Regions from separate parts of the Sus scrofa genome. Here region 2 is linked to region 1. The links are chromatin contacts, called in public targeted proximity ligation maps. All regions are on one chromosome and are shown on one strand. The core of a region is the stretch at or near the end of the contact, and the rest is flanking DNA. Distances in the headings are between cores, read along the strand shown.

Region 1 (3,068 bases), core at 100-2,599:
GAAACTGATTAGGGATCAAGCCTCAGGTGCTGTCCCAGCACTATAGGTTTTTGGGCTTGCCTGAATTCTTAGTCCCTGCTCATTCTGGGTGTGGGTGGGTGGGTGGGTGGGGAGGTGGAAGCAGGGCTGGCTCTGAACCATTTATTTTAGCCCAGTCACATGTTTCAGCATGTGTTCCCTCTAAACATGGTGTGTTGTGTGTGTATGTGTGTGTGTGTGTGTCTGTGTATTTGTGTAGCCCACATACCCTTGGTCATTTTCTTGTGAAAGCCCCCACCAGCTTCCTCTGGCTCCTATTCTTCTAGCCATAAATTCAAAACACCAATTTGCCTGTAACTCTTTGGAGACTGATTCTTGTAGACTGAGTCTAGAATAATTCAATTCTTTCTTCTCCATAAGGCTCCTACATATTTAAACAGTTGTCATATGGTATTTCTTCACTTAACCTTTCATTTATTTAAACATTTGTCATATGATGTTTGTTGAGCTTTACCTTAAACTCCAAATCCACTAGGGATAGGAAGCTCCTTGAAGGGCAAGGACACTAGCTCATATTTTGTATCTCCAAAGCTCAACGTGATGCCTGACACTTATACGGCAGCAGTAAAGAGCTGCTTGATAAAAGGAATAGGGCTAATATTATCATATCTAGGGTGCAGAGTTAAATCTTATCCCAGTAGTAGTTCATAGGATGGAAGACGTACTCATATAATAGATTACATTTTTTCACAACCTTTACTAGGCACTAGGCTCTTTTCTAAGCACTTCATATATATTCATTCATTTAATCTTTATAAAAATCCCCTGCAATAGGTACAATTATCCCCATTTTACAGATGAGGAGATTGAGGTATAACGAAGTTAAGTGATTTGCCTACGATCACAAGGCCAAGACATGAGAAGAATTAGGACATGAACTCAGCCCCTCTGGTTCCGAATCATGGGTCCTTTTTCTCACGATGTACCACGTAGAAGGAAAATTCAGTTTTGACTCCCGGCTCACATGCTACACAAAAATAACATGTAGAGTGGTTTCAAAAGATCTTCTGCTACTCAAATGGCTAAGACAGAATAAATAATCAGCCTAGGAATTATTAGGGAATTGGGGCCACCCTTCAAGCAAGTATAGCCATGGGGAAGGAGTGGGAGAAGACAGAAATTTTACCCTTGTTTTCTTTTCCTGGAGATGCATTTATGAGTCAGTGTGTGGGGGGTGGGGAGGGATCGATGGGGAAGAGAGAGAAGATTGAGAAGCAGGGGAAGAGGAACCTCCCAGAAGAGGAACCCTCTTTCTACCCTGATCCTTGCGGTGGCCCTGGTCACACAAGTGTACCCACAGTGCCTTGCATCAGAGAGTAGTGACACCCGGGGCCTGTGGTCACCTGATTACTGCTGGGCAGAGATGGAGACCCAGCATGCTAGACCTTCCAGTTTGTAGAGAGAACAGGAAACCTGCATGTCACATGAGATGTCCTGATTGTAAAACAATGCACTCCGCCTGCTGGAGACAAAGTCTACCAGCTTGAGACCTCAGACCCCAGACTTGGGGTCCTGAGATTCAGAACTATAAAGACTAACTGAGGATTCAGAAAGAAATGCAAATGTCTACATCTAAGTATGAACCAAGGCTGTTTCTGGCCCTTCCCCAGGAACTGCCTTGGATGTGCGGCAGAATTCCCACTCACGTTTTCCAACCGTCATACATGTATGTACCACTTTGCAGCTTTTACTCCATTTGCATACCACTCGAATCATGATTTATTTAATACTTTTCTGTTTATTGGCTCTATATTAACTGGCTTTTTAAAACTGAGGCTGCCGTAGCCTATAATAAAATCCTAAGTTTGACGTGCTAGACATAGTTTTCTCTAAGTGTGTTAAAATAAAGAGACAACTAGTAGAGTTAATATTGCTCATTCTATCTACCGCTTACAATCACTCTCTGGTGATAAACGTCTCATCATTAGGAAGCCCTAACATTTCAAAACAGGCTGTTTCAGACAAGGCTAAGACGGAACGCTCGGGAAGCAGAAAGAGACGTGATTGTGCCGGACTGGAAGAGGGTGGGGGAAGAGGAGTCAGAGCAGAGATTCTTTTCTACCTGATAAGAACTGTGGGAACTGGATGAGTCCAAGTTCACGGTTAAAAGATGTGCTCTGGTTTGATTAAAGAGCTCCCGCCCCTTCCATTGGTTTAAGAAAAAAATCTCTGCCTATCTTTCATATTTCATTTGCCTGTTATCTCCCTACTACTAAAAACACTTTGCATGAAAACAATCAGTCTCTTTGTTCACAGGAGTCCTTGGGCTCCTGCTGTTTTCTTGCTCACTCAGGCTGGTGTTTTTTTTTCTGTGATTGAATCACAAGCCCCTGCTTTGGGTACGAAGCAGCAGGTAGTGGAGCCAGGCTTCGGACCTGAGGGGAGGGGGCATTTTCATCTAGAACACTTGAGGGCTGAGTCCAGGAGAAGACTCTCCTTAGACGTGTGCCCACGGGAGCGCTGGAATGGAGCGACTGCGAGCATCCAGGGAGGTGGGACTCGATTGTATAAAGTGAATGGTACAAAGTGTCCCGCTCCGGAGTAACAGATACAACAGGGAGGAGCCCTTGTTCGCAGCATCTTGCCTCGGGCACAAATGACAAACGGACATTCGTCAAGGTTCAGTTCTTGGCACCCTTGGCGGGTCGTATCACGGAGCTGCTGGACGGAGCTCCACCGGACACCTGCAGGAAAACGTTGTTTCTGGGAGTGCAAATGGCTGTTCCTTTCTTTCATCTTGATTTTAAAAAATGTTTCCTTCTTATTTATAAAAGCAGTTCTTCAGGATAGGATGGAGACCATGCTTGCGTTCTGCCCATCACTGAATGGAATGAGGGCTTCCTATGAGTTCAATTAAATGAACTAATTTAAATGATTTAGTCATTAGTTAACACCTGTGGGGGGGGGGAGATGCCATAGCACAAAAATGGAAATAAAAATTACTACTAATTCCACCCACACAGACGGCATGGTAATATTTTGCTAAAGCTGCTTCCAGTCTCGGTACCGCCACTTTTTTCCACATAAGA
Region 2 (2,870 bases), core at 337-2,836, 370 kb after region 1:
ACACTGCCAGTAATCATGGTGGCTTAAAACTTTTTTATCCAAAAAAAAAAAAAAAAAAAAAAACCAAAAAAAACTTTTTTATCCTTAAACATGTATTATTCCACTGATACCCATAATGGGCCACTGATTTAAAAACAGAAGCACAGGGAACACTGATAGGGAAATACAACACTTTAAGGGAGAGAAAAATGTAAAAATTGTAAGACGGGTCCTTATCATACATGTTACCTTCATTTACTTAAAATTCTTTTGTAGTATAAGCAAAATGTCCAAATCTACATTAAAAAAGACCTGAGATAGGAGTTCCTATCATGGCTCAGCGGAAACAAATCTGACTAGTATCCATGAGGAGGATGCAGGTTCAATTCCTGGCCTCGCTCAGTGGGTTAAGGATCTGGCGTTGCCGTGAGCTGTGGTGTAGGTCGTAGATGCAGCTCAGATCTGGCCGCATCTGGCCCTACAAGCTGCTGCGGCTGTGGCGTAGGCTGGCGGCTACAGCTCTGATTCAGCCCCTAGCCTGGGAACTACCATATGCCCTAAAAACAGTGCGGCCCTAAAAAGACAAAAAAAATAAATAAATAGAAAGATCCAAGATAGTGGAGTTTCCGTTGTGGTTCAGCAGGTTAAGAGTCCGACACCGTCTCTGTGAGGATGTAGGTTCAGCCCCTGGCCTTGCTCCGTGGTTTAAGGATCTGGCCTTGCCGAAAGCTGCAGTATAGGTCACAGATGTGCCTCAGATCCGTTGCTGCTAAGGCTGTGGAATAGGCTGGCAACTGCAACCCCAATGTGACCCCTAGCCCAGGAACTTCCACATGGCGCGGGTGCGGCCCTAAAAAGAATGAAAAAAGATCCATGACAGTGCCCATTTTGTCCAGTGTGCCCTATCCTATCCGGAGGATGTGTTCTCCCTGCTACTGAATCGGCGAGGGGGAGGGCAAGTGAGAAGCCTCGGTCCTACCCTACAAGTCACTTAGGTAAGAATCAAAGATGCGAACCTCTTGGGTCCTCAGCGTTCTCATCTCTAAAAAGATGTTGTTTAATAAAACTCAACCTAGGCAAAACCCACCCGTGGCAACTAAAACCACCTGGTGAAAGAATTTTGAAAAGGAAAAGAGGGGACCCTAGGAACTTTTGACTCCAAAGCACTTGAATGTGATCGGGGCGTGGCGCCCTCTGTGTCACACCTGAGACTAACCTTGGGCAGACCCTGCTCTCTGAGCTCCCATGATCGCCCTTCCCAACCTCCCTCTCCTGCACTGTCTCCAGCCCAGAGGCTGAAAGAACAAACCTTCACTTGCAACAAGGAGAAGCCCTACGAACGTTTCAGCCCACGAAACAAAAGCGGAAGTGTGCTGGCGACTGCCGGGGCATCTACTGCTTTTCCGGAGAGAAGTGGCACATGCAGGGGGGGCTGCCCCTTTCCCTACCTCCTGGCCCTACACATGCAGTGTTGGGAGCTGCAGCCACCGTGCCAACCGCCAGGAGAAGAAAAGCCAAGCACAGAGACGTGCCCTGATGCCTTTAAGCCAGAAGCAGCTGACCTCCGGACTTCTTGTGATAAGAGTAAAACGCCTCTCCTTACTCTGCCCTTGTCAGTTTGGTGGGTTTCGTTTGCTTGCTTGACTTGTTGGCAAGCAGACGCCAGACTGACGCAGTGCTCAGCAGATTCACTGGGCTTAGAGAAGCAAACGTTTTTCTGTAACCAAGCCAAGCTCCTCAAAAAACAGTCACATGAAAGTTTAAAGGAAAAGGACACAAAGAGTGAAGGAAACTCTGTTTCTTCTCCTGCCCACAGACTCCATCCATGTCAAACTTCTAGACAACCAGCCCTCGGCCGGATTTCATTTCAGGATCAGAATCTCAGGACTGGAAGGGGAATTCATTTGAACCCCCCTGAGCTCTCTCTAAATGACCTATTAAGCAGCTATCTAGCCTCTGCTTGAATAAAGCATAATGATGAGAGGTGCACTGGCTCTAGAAGGAGCCCACACCTACTCGGACAACTGTTTTAGAAAGGTCTTTGGAGTTCCCATCGTGGCGCAGCGGTTAATGAATCCAACTAGGAACCTTGAGGTTTTGGGTTCGATCCCTGCCCTTGCTCAGTGGGTTAAGGATCCGGTGTTGCCATGAGCTGTGGTGTAGGTTGCAGACGCGGCTCGGATCCCGCGTTGCTGTGGCTCTGTTGTAGGCCGGTGGCTACAGCTCCGATTGGACCCCTAGCCTGGGAACCTCCATATGCCAAAGGAGCGGCCCAAGAAATGGCAAAAAGACAAAAAAAGAAAAAAGAAAGGTCTTTCTTATATGCACCTAACATTTCTATCCATTTGTCTTCCTTCCACCTTCTGAGAGACACGCAACACGGAGAATCTCTTTTACGAATGAGAACCAGCCCAACGGTTGGGGAGCTGTCCTGTCACCTCGCCTGCACACGGACGTGCCCCCACTTCCTCACCACTTCTTCCTGAGAGAGGCGCCGGGTTCTAAGGCAGCGCCGTCCAATAACGCAAGCCGCATACAGAAGTTTAAGTTTTCTAGTGATCCAGCAGCCACATTTTTAAAAAGAAAAATGAGGTGAAATTAATTTCAATAATACATTTTAGATTAGACCAAACATATTACCACTTCAAGAGATGCTCAAAGTAAACAATCGCAAATAGTTCACGTTTGGGGTACTAAGTCTTTGAAATCCGGGCTGCATTTCCCGCCGCGGGACACATGGGTGTGGAGCAGTCACCTTCGCGCTGTGCAACAGCCACGAGCGCTGGACGCTGCTGTACAGGACACCACAGGGCTGATGGAAGAGCGTGCTGTTTCCTTAGACGGGCCACAGGCGCTGTTTGGGTACCCAGGAAAGCTGGCAAACATCACAG

The links.
Region 2: a contact with region 1 is called in a targeted proximity ligation map of alveolar macrophages. A contact is called at or near these places in 1 of 47 Hi-C or Micro-C datasets (epiblast stem cells) and 1 of 2 datasets of targeted methods (alveolar macrophages).

Annotation. Positions count from the first base shown.
Region 1 is chr5:89,077,467-89,080,534 of Sscrofa11.1, forward strand. No RefSeq gene overlaps it. Among named protein-coding and RNA genes, the nearest start is that of PLXNC1, 23 kb to the left of the region's middle.
Region 2 is chr5:89,443,320-89,446,189 of Sscrofa11.1, forward strand. The region is part of intron 2 of CRADD (death domain-containing protein CRADD); the gene reads right to left. Among named protein-coding and RNA genes, the nearest start is that of CRADD, 36 kb to the right of the region's middle.